4 separate regions of the Mus musculus genome follow, and all the other regions are linked to region 1. A link is a contact called in public Hi-C, HiChIP or PLAC-seq and promoter capture Hi-C data. All regions are on one chromosome and are shown on one strand. Each heading gives the region's core, a stretch centred on a gene start, on an enhancer-like site or on the middle of the called end of the contact. The rest is flanking DNA. Distances are from core to core; before and after follow the strand shown.

Evidence for each region. Hi-C and Micro-C count contacts between places; a contact is called where the count stands out from the background. HiChIP or PLAC-seq counts read pairs in DNA pulled down with a chosen protein or histone mark. Capture Hi-C pulls out chosen DNA fragments and counts their contacts.
Region 2: a contact with region 1 is called in a Hi-C map of uterus, with 9 times the contacts expected there. The contact joins the enhancer-like site here to the promoter of Nog in region 1. A contact is called at or near these places in 7 of 484 Hi-C or Micro-C datasets (cerebellum, cerebral cortex, embryonic fibroblasts and 3 more), 4 of 115 datasets of contacts at active chromatin or transcription factors (craniofacial prominence, embryonic forebrain, embryonic midbrain and 1 more) and 1 of 9 other capture datasets (embryonic stem cells).
Region 3: a contact with region 1 is called in an H3K4me3 HiChIP or PLAC-seq map of embryonic limb bud, with 2.7 times the contacts expected there. The contact joins the enhancer-like site here to the promoter of Nog in region 1. A contact is called at or near these places in 1 of 39 promoter capture datasets (neural stem cells), 3 of 484 Hi-C or Micro-C datasets (cortical neurons, embryonic stem cells and myocytes) and 3 of 115 datasets of contacts at active chromatin or transcription factors (embryonic forebrain, embryonic limb bud and embryonic midbrain).
Region 4: a promoter capture Hi-C map of liver shows a contact between it and region 1. The contact joins the promoter of Dgke here to the promoter of Nog in region 1. A contact is called at or near these places in 10 of 39 promoter capture datasets (the 3T3-L1 cell line, embryonic stem cells, hippocampal neurons and 3 more), 2 of 15 datasets of contacts at CTCF or cohesin (embryonic stem cells and thymocytes), 2 of 484 Hi-C or Micro-C datasets (both in embryonic stem cells), 12 of 115 datasets of contacts at active chromatin or transcription factors (bone marrow-derived macrophages, double positive thymocytes, embryonic stem cells and 3 more) and 3 of 9 other capture datasets (adipose tissue, embryonic stem cells and liver).

The regions. Positions count from the first base shown.
Region 1 is chr11:89,301,248-89,304,348 of GRCm38.p6, reverse strand. It overlaps Nog (noggin), which reads left to right and starts at 1,790. Exons shown (of 1, transcript NM_008711.2): 1 at 1,790-3,101. The coding sequence starts at 2,329. The coding sequence ends at 3,027.
Region 2 is chr11:89,540,291-89,543,490 of GRCm38.p6, reverse strand. All of the region lies in intron 2 of Ankfn1 (ankyrin-repeat and fibronectin type III domain containing 1), which reads left to right. Among named protein-coding and RNA genes, the nearest start is that of Ankfn1, 160 kb to the left of the region's middle. Within about 2 kb of position 1,405, at least 3 of the 459 cell types and tissues checked have an H3K27ac peak or open chromatin away from gene starts, as enhancers often do. A contact at or near this core is called in uterus, where this site is marked.
Region 3 is chr11:89,514,322-89,517,097 of GRCm38.p6, reverse strand. The region is part of intron 5 of Ankfn1 (ankyrin-repeat and fibronectin type III domain containing 1); the gene reads left to right. Among named protein-coding and RNA genes, the nearest start is that of Gm42088, 140 kb to the right of the region's middle. Within about 2 kb of position 1,522, at least 14 of the 459 cell types and tissues checked have an H3K27ac peak or open chromatin away from gene starts, as enhancers often do. A contact at or near this core is called in embryonic limb bud, where this site is marked.
Region 4 is chr11:89,058,964-89,062,084 of GRCm38.p6, reverse strand. Dgke (diacylglycerol kinase, epsilon) reads left to right here and starts at 1,337. Exons shown (of 11, transcript NM_019505.4): 1 at 1,337-2,154. The coding sequence starts at 1,700. Dgkeos (diacylglycerol kinase, epsilon, opposite strand) reads right to left here and starts at 1,334. Exons shown (of 4, transcript NR_110336.1): 1 at 1,262-1,334.

The DNA of each region.
Region 1 (3,101 bases), core at 541-3,040:
TAGTTTTGTTTGACCAAACACACTAGACCTTCTAGTGTGTTTGAGGCTGTGACACTGGGAATGCCTAACTCCCACTCCTGGTGAATTCCAGGACATTCACTCCAGATATCTCTCCTCCACCCCTATCCAGATGGGATCACGTCACCATCATAAAGGACTCTGAGCTCGGTCTTGACCCAGCTCTTCCTCCAAAGGAAAACAGTTCCCATTTCTCATCAAAGGGTTTATTCCTTCTTTTCAATAAGCAGTGTCCCTTTGCTGGGCTGAATTTGGATTAGTGACCTAACTCAGTTGTTAGAACTATAAGATGGTTGGGGGGGGGGGGGAACTTAGGTCACTAATCCAAAAACTAAAGTTTAGAGTGCCACCCAAGCGACTTACCCAAGGTCTACATAGATGTGCCAGAGTGGACAGCATCCAGAACTAGGGTACCTTATTTCTAGTATACATTTCCTTTTCTAGTCACCACTCTCTGCCCACTGAGGCTGTTTGCCCCAGCCAGATGATGCAAACCTGTGTACTTGTGAAATCGAAGTACCTTGGAGGAAAATCTCAGGATCTTTGTTTACACTAAGTCTGGAGATCTATGAGAAAGCATTCAAAAGCATAAAGTGCCTGTCAGTGTGTAAATATGGCACAGATGCGCACACACACACACACACACACACACCAGCCAGAACTAAATGCAGGGATCACAAAGGGCCAGCAGAGGGCGCGCCGCCCCCAGGGAGGTGAGAGCTAGTTGTACCAAGCAGCGAAGATTAGGAGAGCCACAGGCTAGGAGGATGTACCTCTATCTCCCCGCCACTCACCCGGTAGGACTAGGCGAAGGAGGAGGGTGAGAAGACCCCCGACTCCCCGCTTCGTGGATCTGAGGGGCAGAGAAGGGGTGCTACCTAGAAATTACATCACGCTGCGCAACGCTGCGGCTCTTGGTGTGTGTGTGTGTGTGTGTGTGTGTGTGTGTGTGTGTGTGTGTGTGTGTGTGTGTGTGTGTTGGGGGGAGGGGACTTACCCCAAGCCCGAGAGAGAGAGAGAGAGAGAGAGAGAGAGAGAGAGAGAGAGAGAGAGAGAGAGAGAGAGAGAGAGTGTAAAAAAGACACGCACCCGGGAAAATGCTCCATGCACATGGAGAAATTTCTTGCTAGGAACTGCACTGGAAACCGGGCCCCCGGCATCTCCCTGCTGCTCCCCTCCCGGTACAAATCACTCAGCTAGTGAGAGTCCCCCAGCCCCACCTCGACAACCCCACACCCCTCAACTCCAGCCCTGCACCCTCCAGCCTGGCTCCAGCGCCGCCACGAGCTTTCCCCGGGACTGGCCCTGGCGGGGCGCCTAGAGCCCCATTGCATTGCTCCAGGAGAAAGGAGGGGGGCGGTGCATTTTGTAGGAGGAGGAGAACCGGGGCGGGGGTTGGGGGGGGGAGAGAAAATTGCGCGGAGACCTGCCAAGCGCCACCGCCGCCGCCGCCACCGCCGCTGCCGCGCCGCCGCCGCCTGTGAGCTCCGGCGGGCAGCCTGACTGTCGGCTTCCCGGGGCATCTGGGTCCGGCGGGGCACAGTCCTGGGCGCTGCCGGAGCCGCCGCCGCCGCCGCCGCCGCGGCGACCAGTGCAGTCGCTTTCCCCCCGAGCCCGTGCGTCTCCGGCTCCTCGCGGGTGGAGGAGTTGGGGGTGGGGTTGTTGTTTGGGGGGAAGAAGGGGGAGGGGGCAACGCGGAGAGAGAGTCAGTGGTTTCCATGGTGATGGAGCTGAAAGTGCAGGAAATTTAAAGGCTTGGACCCTGCGAGACAGACAAACCGGTGCCAACGTGCGCGGACGCCGCCGCCGCCACCGCCGCCACCGCCGCTGGAGTCCGCCGGGCAGAGCCGGCTGCGCTGCCCGGAGCAGGCAGAGAGAAGTGGCCCAGGACCCGCTCTACCGGAGGCTCCGCACAGAGAAACAAGACGCCGAGCGACCGGAGGAGGAGGAGGGAAAAGGCTCGTCCACGCGCCCTGCGCCGCCGGCAGCCCGGGAGAACAGCGAGGAGCCGGCGCCCCCAGCGCCCCACGGTCGCGCTGGAGTAATCTCGGATGCCCGACCGCGGCCGCCTTCCCAAGTAGAGCGGCGGGGGGGAATTGCGACCAACTCGTGCGCGTCTTCTGCGCCGCGGCGGGAGCCGGCGCTGCGCGAACGGCTCTCCTCGCGGCTCATGCTGCCTGCCCTGCGCCTGCTCAGCCTCGGGTGAGCCACCTCCGGAGGGACCGGGGAGCACGGCAGCGCCGCGGACTCGGCGTGCTCTCCTCCGGGGACGCGGGACGAAGAGGCAGCCCCGGGGCGCGCGCGGGAGGCATGGAGCGCTGCCCCAGCCTGGGGGTCACCCTCTACGCCCTGGTGGTGGTCCTGGGGCTGCGGGCAGCACCAGCCGGCGGCCAGCACTATCTACACATCCGCCCAGCACCCAGCGACAACCTGCCCCTGGTGGACCTCATCGAACATCCAGACCCTATCTTTGACCCTAAGGAGAAGGATCTGAACGAGACGCTGCTGCGCTCGCTGCTCGGGGGCCACTACGACCCGGGCTTTATGGCTACTTCGCCCCCTGAGGACCGACCCGGAGGGGGCGGGGGACCGGCTGGAGGTGCCGAGGACCTGGCGGAGCTGGACCAGCTGCTGCGGCAGCGGCCGTCGGGGGCCATGCCGAGCGAGATCAAAGGGCTGGAGTTCTCCGAGGGCTTGGCCCAAGGCAAGAAACAGCGCCTGAGCAAGAAGCTGAGGAGGAAGTTACAGATGTGGCTGTGGTCACAGACCTTCTGCCCGGTGCTGTACGCGTGGAATGACCTAGGCAGCCGCTTTTGGCCACGCTACGTGAAGGTGGGCAGCTGCTTCAGCAAGCGCTCCTGCTCTGTGCCCGAGGGCATGGTGTGTAAGCCATCCAAGTCTGTGCACCTCACGGTGCTGCGGTGGCGCTGTCAGCGGCGCGGGGGTCAGCGCTGCGGCTGGATTCCCATCCAGTACCCCATCATTTCCGAGTGTAAGTGTTCCTGCTAGAACTCGGGGGGGCCCCCTGCCCGCGCCCAGACACTTGATGGATCCCCACCAACGCCCCCCCTACCCCCACCACC
Region 2 (3,200 bases), core at 156-2,655, 240 kb before region 1:
CATACAGATGCAAAGAAACCCAATAAACAGGGGGAGAAAACTGGAGGCATCACAATTCCCAATCTCCAAACATGCCACAGAGTTATAGTAACCAAAACAGTATGGCAGAGGCCTAAGAACCAACATATACACCAACTGAACTGAATGCATCTCCTAGAAATGAGCCCATGTAGACTAGAACTTGAAACCCTTTTAGCTTCTTTCTGTCAACAAGTCCATCTCAATGCCTCTGAGTGCACCTTGCTCTTGTATCTTAGTTTACTTGTCACAGGCCCTGAGCACTAGCATCTTTCTGTTTGTGGGTTCACTCTACTCCAGTCTAGACCTGAGGGATTTTGCTCAACTATCCTAGCGTTTTGTTTGTTTGTTTGTTTGTTTGTTTTTTAGGTATCCATATCACCACTAGTAGGAAGTCTAGACTCAACACAGCATCAAGTCCTCCCCAGGCTTTGTGAAACAAGTTCTAATGAGTTCATCTGTGACTATTTACTGCAGTCTAGTCCCAGGGACTACTCATCCCTGCCACAGTCCAAGGGCCTCTGTGCCTTGGGCTCCTCTCCTTGCCAATCTTCAGGAGTCTTCATTCCTGCACATAATAGTACAACCTTCTTTCACTACTCCTTGCACATCTGAGGAGGAAGTGACCAACTGTCCCCTATGTATACCCCTCGGATCCTGTGAATGACACTTATTTATTTCCACCTGTACTATGGTCAGTTACATCTCTCTCATTAAGTGTGTCTTTGGAAAGATAGCCCTACTCTCCTTCATGCCCTTCCAACCATCCAGCTTCATAAAGGCTTCCCTGTCTTAGAGTTCACTGAGCAGTTATTATCTGCAAGGCAATGGGCCAAGAGCTGCAGAGGCTGCAGGAGGGAAAATAAAATTGTCATCTCTTTCTTCAAAGGACATTTTAATAGAATCAGTGAAGCATGATGACAACCTAAACAAGGAAGAAGGCTGAGGGGGTGGAACTGGGTGGAGGGACGTTCTGAGAAAGGAAGGAACGTTCACGGTGTTCCCAATGAGGGCACTGGTGTTAGGACTCGGAGGGGAGGAGGAAAAGAGAGCAGAAGTCTGCTTTGAGATCCCGAGTCTGAGCTGTAGTCGTTAGTAAACTCCCCTTTCAATCTGGCTCATCCAAGCCATCCATCCCCCCACAAACCAGAGTCATCTTCCTACAAGACTCTGATCATGAAACTCCCCATTTGAGTGCCTGCTGTTCGTTGAATCAAGGCATCTGCTAATTGCAGGCTTATGCTAGGAGTTACTGGAGAATACCAGTTTGTAGACATGACACAAACCCCAGGAAACATCTGGAGAACAAAAAAGCAAGAACATGCTGTGAAAGTGCTCAGGAGTGGGGGACAGAGTGAGGGTGTGATCCATGAGGGCTGAGATTAATTGAAAAGAATTAGTCAGAGGAGGCAAATCTTCAGTGCATGTGCTTGGTGAGAAGATGTAGACAGGGCAGACCAAGAAAACGTCAAGATCTTAGCATCCTGAGGCCTCCTCACGTTTTTCTTCTGGGGTTTTCAGTTATTCATTCAATATTCAACAAGTACATGCTACACACATTGACGAAACACTGTACGTTTACTGAATGCCTTCCACATGTCTGGAACTCTGCTAGACACTCTGACACAGCATTGAACAAGAGACCTGGAAGTCACTCAAGCTCTACAATATGAAGGAGATGGAAGATATACAACAAGTGCGACAAAAGGTGATGGGAAGAGAGAGCCACAGGTGCCACATCTCGGACTACAGAGCAAGGACCCCCAGGCTTAGGAAAACCTAGAGAAGAGGTTTAAGCTGAAATTTCAAGGATGGAGAGGAGTTAACTATTAAAAAGGGGCTGAGCCCCCAGACAGAACATCGTGTGCAAAGGCCTGGTGTTAAGAAAACATCTGGCATAGCTAAGGAACCAAAACATTCAAAATGACTGTAAGGCTGACTGCAAGTCAGGAGGGAAGGAGTCATTAGGCCAGAGAGACTAAGCAAGCTCAGGAAAAGGATACTGTTCCTAAGGTGCATCCAGGATGCTCAGGACAAAGGATACTGTTTCCAAGGTGCATCCAGGATGCTCAGGAAAAGGATACTGTTTCCAAGGTGCACAGGGGATCTAACACCTGTGGGTAACCAGCAGTTGTGTGACACCGTATATCTTCTTTGCTCAGGGCATGAATAAATACCCATTGAAGAATAGATTAGGGACTGGAGGAGTCCTGCAGCTCCTTTGCCAAGGACCTGGACCCATTGGCCTGACATTGAGTGCGGATTAATTACCATTTACCCCAAATGCTTGGGACTGAAATGTGTCCTTTGGCTTTTGAAACAGTTCTACACATAGAATGAGGCATCCTAGGATATTGAGGCAAGTCTAAATACAAATTCATTTGTTCCTCATATACCTTAGCCATGTAGCCTGAGGGTGTTTTAATACAACATTTTTAATAGTTTTAACAGCATGGACCTCTCCACTTGTTGCTGTTGGATCTATATGCAAAATGTGTGAGGTTTTGGGGCATTTTGGACTTCTGATTTTTAGATTAGATGTTCAGCACACTCCCAGAGGTTATGCTACTATGACGAGAGACATGTTGTCACAGCCTCTTGAGGGTGCACTGAAGATAAAACTTGTGACACACTCCCCTGAGCCACCGAGCCACCTACCCAGTAGTCTCTGACCTTGATAGAGTACTCAGAATCACGTGACTTTAAAAGATGGAATCAAAGTAAAGCTGTATTCAAGTCAAAAATCTCCTAGATGGCACGGTAAACCTTCCCACCTGGAAATCACTTGCTTTAAACTGTAAAAGGGCAGCCTGAATCCTGGGTGGAAAATAAACAGTTGTCTCGCCCACCTGGACTGGGATAGTCCCAAATTAGATTATTCATAGCAATGCTCCATAGATAGATATAGACCAAGACAGAGAGGGAGGATAGGGCCAGCAAGATGGCTCAGCCTCCCAGCTGAGGTGCCTGCCTTCCCCTAAGCCTGAAGGTCCGAGTTCCATCCTCAGGGCACCTGGGGTAGAAACAAGAGAAAGAACCAAGTTCTGTAAGTTGTCTTCTGACCTCTGCAGGCACTGTAGCATGAACACACATGCTCACGTGTGCATACACGTGCGCGTACACACACACACACACACACACACACACACACACAGAGGCACATTCATGCACATACCTCCACC
Region 3 (2,776 bases), core at 273-2,772, 210 kb before region 1:
TCTACCATTAGCATATGTTCAAGACACCAGTCTGTGCTTAAAACTGTGGATAGCAGCATCTATGTGTTTATATCTATCACTATATTTAACACTGTATGTAACTACATGTAATGTTTCTCCTATACATTCAATAAGAGACTAATAATAACACTACTAATAAAATATAACAATTTACTATTATCACCCTCTCACCTTGGGAAACATTATTAAGTCAGATAAGGGTTATTTTTGAGCCCAAGCACCACAATGTCATGGGAGTCGATCTGGTTCTTGGAGCTGGCTACTTCCTGGGTAATGGGTGGATAATGGACGCAGCATGGGTACCATGGGAAAAGAGACGATTCACACTGCAGGTGGTAGGAGGGAGGATAGCACCGGATTTGATTCCACCACCCAGAAGAACAAGCAATTAAAGCTGTGGGAACTGTTGGAGGGCTTTTTTTTTTTCATAGAATACATTTGGCCCAAAGTTGGCTCTGGCAAGTGAAACTCAGCTAACCCCTGGGGATCTACTGCAGCGGTCACTCCCACTGAGGAAAATACTGGCTGTTAACTAAAGGGGCATCCCACATGTTTCCCTACAAGCTTGGAAGACCCTAGGAAACAGGCCAGAACCTGGAAGGACTGCCGCTAGGGACCACCCTTAAGCATGGGAACCACAGGACTTTTGCTCTGGGCACTGATGGCTTTCCAGTAGCTAAGACGCTCTGTGGAGCAGCTGCTATCTGAGAAAGCCTTGCTGCCCTTGGGTATAGAAGCCCCAACCAAACCCCTCTCTCTACCTAACTTACCATATCCCACTCCATCCGCTAGTCACAGCCCAAGTCTGCTGTTCATTTGCTACCATGAAAGCCTGCCAATGCCACCAGTCCTAAAGACACCAGCTCCTTAGGATTCCTGCCTTGTGCAGATCTGGCCACATTCATGCATTTTTGCCTCATCCTTTGGTCCTAGTACCAAAGACCTACTTGATACTCAGAAAGCATTGATATAAACTTTAATCTTCTGACACCTCTATCTATAAGAGGAAAATGATGTAAATTTCCCAGGAACTTGTACTTTGGAGTATTTTGGGTTGTATCTGCTCCCATGATTCCCTCGACACAGTTGCTAAGTTTGATGCTCAGTGTACCTGGCCCCTGGCCCGTTTTTCACTGTTCACTGTCTAGTGATGTGGACTAGCAAAACTGTGGGACACGCCTCTGTATGTGGGATGCTCCTTCTCTTTCCCTTGACTTGCATCTTCCTGTCTCTCCAGATCCCTCCACTCTGCTGTATGGTGAGCCCCTCCCACACCCTAGAAGCCTCCCCCTGTGCTGCCCAGAATCGTCATATTCAGAGACTGCCGTACAATACCACCACAGAGCAACTGTCACTTGCAGACAGTACAGACCCCTGTGCTGCAACCCCCAGCGCACAGGAGGTGCCCCTCATTTCTGCCGTAGCCAGGAGTCTGTGCTGGTGCTGGGAATGGTGCAGGCTGTGTCTAAGAGGTGTGACTATAAACTAATGAGGCCGGCTTTGTGTAAACAAACGCAGCAGAAAGTCTGCAACCCAAGCCAATGTTAGTCTTTCCCCGGGCCCTCCTGGGAGACGCCACGCTCGCTGCAACAGCGCTGGCACGGCCCGAAACACTTTTGGGATTGTCTTCAGAGTCCCTGCATGAGAAAACCAGACTGGTTGATTAGTGACACCCAGCCAGCATCATCACCCTCCCTGTTCCACAGACTGGGTAACTCTCAAAGGACAAAGATTTGCAGCCATTAAGAATATGGAAAAATGAGCCCTAAGTGGGTCTCCTGAGCGAATCACTTATTCTTATCTGCCTCATTAAAAGAGGGGTGTAAATCCTCACTCTGACTTGCAAGTCTGCTCCTCAAAGCTTACCTCCCACATTATGTCACCCTTCTGTCCTTGCGCATACCACACTATCTTGCCACCAGGACCTTGTCCTGGATCTCAACTCTAGTTGAGATACATAAAGACTTTTGAATCTCAACCACTATATGTTCAACATCTTAACATCCATATTGCAATCTAAAGGCAAGGATGTCACCAAATGTGGGGGTGGGTCTCTGACCCTATTCCGTGTCTCTAAATAATGACTCTCAGGTGGCTTCAGTCTCCGTTTCAATCACCCACTCTTCAACAACAGCTTCTTTCTCTTAATTTCTAGATATTTGATTGACAGGGGGAAATGTGATTATCTTCAAAGCATGAGGGTTTGATATTTGTATACACTGCAGAGTAATCACCATAGTCAAATTCATTAGCACATTCAGCATTCTTCATGCTGCACATAGATTCCCCAGGACTTGTCAGACTTCTAACTGGAAGTTTACACTCTCTGATCCTTGGTGTCTTACCTCTCCAGCCTCCAGCGAGCTGGCAAACAGCCTTCTGCTCTCTAATTGCGTGACGTGAACATTATAAGGTTCATATCACATACACACATATAATCCTGAGGTTTGTATTTTCGTGTCTGGTTTCTCCAGGTTCACCCACAATATTGCAAATGGCACGATTCCCTTCCCTTGGGAGTCAGCTTTTGCTCTGAATTTTTAAATGTACCCCACATAGAACAAGCTCTCTTTGTCAAAACCTAAACTCTTACAGATAGAATTGAACAGTGCTTTTGACTGCCTCTATCAGTGCCTTTTTGTGCTTGTATCTACAGTCTAGCTTCTTATCCCTAATTCCTAACATTCCCATTGTTATTGGTTCAGAAGGTGTCCCTACTGCTCCCGATTCAGCAAGCACTCACCACCATACCAAG
Region 4 (3,121 bases), core at 88-2,587, 240 kb after region 1:
CGGGTTTTTGTTGTTGTTGTTGTTTGGTTGGGTTTTTTTTGTTTGTTTGTTTTTGTTTTTGTTTTTCAAGACAGGGTTTCTCTGAACAGCCCTGGCTGTCCTGGAACTCACTTTGTAGACCAGGCTGGTCTCGAACTCAGAAATCTGCCTGCCTCTGCCTCTCGAGTGCTGGGATTAAAGGCGTGCGCCACCACTGCCCGGCTTGTTTGGTTGGTTTTGCATTGTTTTGTTTGTTTTGTTTGTCTTATTGTGTATCCCTAGTTGACCAAGAACTCGTGATAATCCCTCAGTAGAGAATAAGACCACTACCACAATTTAAAACCAAATTTAATGTAAGCTTTAATTAAATACTGGCCAAGGTGATGGACTCTCTGGCCAAGTTCATCTCGGGGTTCCCAGAGAATGGCCTCAAGTCGTGCTTTGCACGGGCTTAAAAAGGCAAAACCCACAATTCACTGCATTTCCCGTCTGGTTCAACTGGGGGCAAGCGTAAATCTTGATGTATTTCCTGCCTACATGTGACCCTGATTTACTTCCGGTCCACATGTAATCAAACACATCCGTGCAGATGGGTCAAACAAACACAAGACAAACAGGAACTTATCCTTAAATACAAACAGAACTCTTAACCTGTATGCTTTATTTTTCCTGTTTTGGTCCTCACACTATGTAGATCAGGCTGGCCCTGAACTCACAGAGGTCCATCCACATGTGGGCCACATGTCCAGTTATTTTATTATTTTATTATATTTATATAATACACTGGTAACTTTTGGCAGTCTTTGACTTGTGTTCTGAATGAACATAACACCTTCAAAAGAGCCAGTTTTCTCCATCCAGGATTCCCCGATATCCATAATCATGCCAATTCCACCTTCACCGTTGAAGAAGGGGATCAGGCTAAAGGTCAAATACTGTTAAGTCACTTATGGTAGAACTTCCTTTGGTTCTGAACTTTTGATAGTCAACCATGTACTTACTCCGCCCCTGATTTCCCTAAACCATGCCTCATTCCACACCATCTTATCCGTTCCTCTGCTCATCCTTTCCTAGATGGTCCAGACCCTTGAAGTCTTTCAACTTTCCAAGCCACCTCTTAGCCTCCGCCACGCCCTCATACCTGACCCCCTCCCACCCAAGGGGAGCGCCGCCGCGAGCCCCGCCCTACACCTGGTCCCGCCTACAAATTTTATCAGCGCAGACTCCGCCTTCCTCTAGCTCCGCCCACCATCGGAAAGCACCGCCATTGGCTTTGTCCTACCTGGCCCCGCCCAAGTTGTGGGCGCGTCAGGCCCCTCCCAGCCCTCGCCGAGCTGCCGGCCGGCGTGCGGACTGCGCAGGTGCGCTTCTCAAGCGCGGCCTCCTCATCCCACGCAGATCTCGCGGCCTGAGGGTGGGACGGCGGCCGGAGGCTTGGCTGTAGGTGGTACCGGCGACCGCGAGAGCGAACTGGGGGGTTGGGGGGGGGGTCTCCGGAGACCTCGCGAGAGAGGCACGGGCGAGGCTCAGCGCGACAGCCGTTGTGAACGCAGTGGCCGCGAGCCAAGCCTGTACTGCACGGAGCCCGCGGGTGCGACCTGCGCCTTTCCCGGGGCCGAGGCCACGCGCAGCCTCGGGACGAGCCGCAACCCCACGCAGTGAATCCGAAGGCAAGCCTTCTGGACCCGGCGCTCCATAGGCCACGCCTGGGCCTGAGAAGATGGAGGGGGACCAGCGGTCCGGCCCACCCGCCCAGAGCCTGCTCCCTGATGGCCACTTGGTCCTATGGACGCTGTGCTCCGTGCTGTTGCCGGTGTTCATCACTTTATGGTGTAGCCTGCAGCGGTCGCGCCGGCAGCTGCACCGCAGGGATATCTTCCGCAAGAGCAAGCATTGCTGGCGTGACACCGACCTGTTCAGCCACCCCACCTACTGCTGCGTGTGCGCGCAGCACATCCTGCAAGGAGCCTTCTGCGACTGCTGTGGGCTCCGCGTGGACGAGGGCTGCCTCAAGAAGGTCGACAAGCGCTTCCCGTGCAAGGAGATCATGCTCAAGAACGACAAGGCCGCAGATGCCATGCCCCACCACTGGATCCGCGGCAACGTGCCCCTGTGCTCTTACTGTGTATTCTGCAGGCAGCAGTGTGGCAGCCAGCCTAAACTGTGCGATTACAGGTATGGCTTTTATGGGAGGCAGGATTGTAAACAGTGGGTGGTGAGACCTAAATTCATCTCAGCAAATGGCCCAAACTATTCACGGCATCCCTGGCGTTTGAAGCAAGTCTCATGTAGATGTTGGTTGGTGTTTTTGTTTGTTTTTATTTTTGTTTTTACCCTTTGTGAGACAGTCTCTCCCCTGTGGCCCGGGCTAGCCTCAAACTCACTAAGGATAGCAGATGACCTTGAACTTTTAATGCTTCGCCTCCCCGTGCTGAAAATACAGGTTTGCATCACCTGAACCAGTTCATGAGGTGCTGGGTATCCAACCCAAAAGCCTTAAGCATGTTATTCAAGCTCTCTAACAACTGAATTCCACCACCAACACCACCCCTAAATTCCCACCCCTGCCAAGGCTCTTAATTTTCATCAAAGGCCTGTTTAAGTGCTGCCTGGCTCGTGGCTACTCTGTAGCATCCCACTTTACATAAGGAAGAATGAAGGGTACACAAAGAACCTTATGCCAGTCACAAAACCAATTTGTTCTTGATTTGGAACTATGAAAACAAGGGTCAACCCAAAGCAGGGCTTTAAATTTCTGTAGCTATTGTAGCGATTGGTGTCATAGTCAAGTGTTTGACACACAAGACGGGAAAGGAGATTTACGTTTTCCACTCATTTATTTATGGGGTGTGGGGGTGCAAAGTGAGCTCCCTTCGAGTTCTGTGGCTCCTAACTCATCAGGCTGTTGGGCTCTCTCCCCAGTCTTGAAAGGACATTTCTGTTGTCAGATCTTTCAGGACTAAGTGTCAGATGAGTCACCTGAGCTAACCTGACTGCTTTCCTGGCTTCAGCATGCACACTGAACAAGGAATCTTGCGCGGTGAAATGCTGTGTGGAACAGGCTTCCTATTGGAAGGGATTGTAGGTATTGGAAGCTGGTGGACAGCAGAGCTGCCCTGCAGATTATCTCCTCCTCACTGGT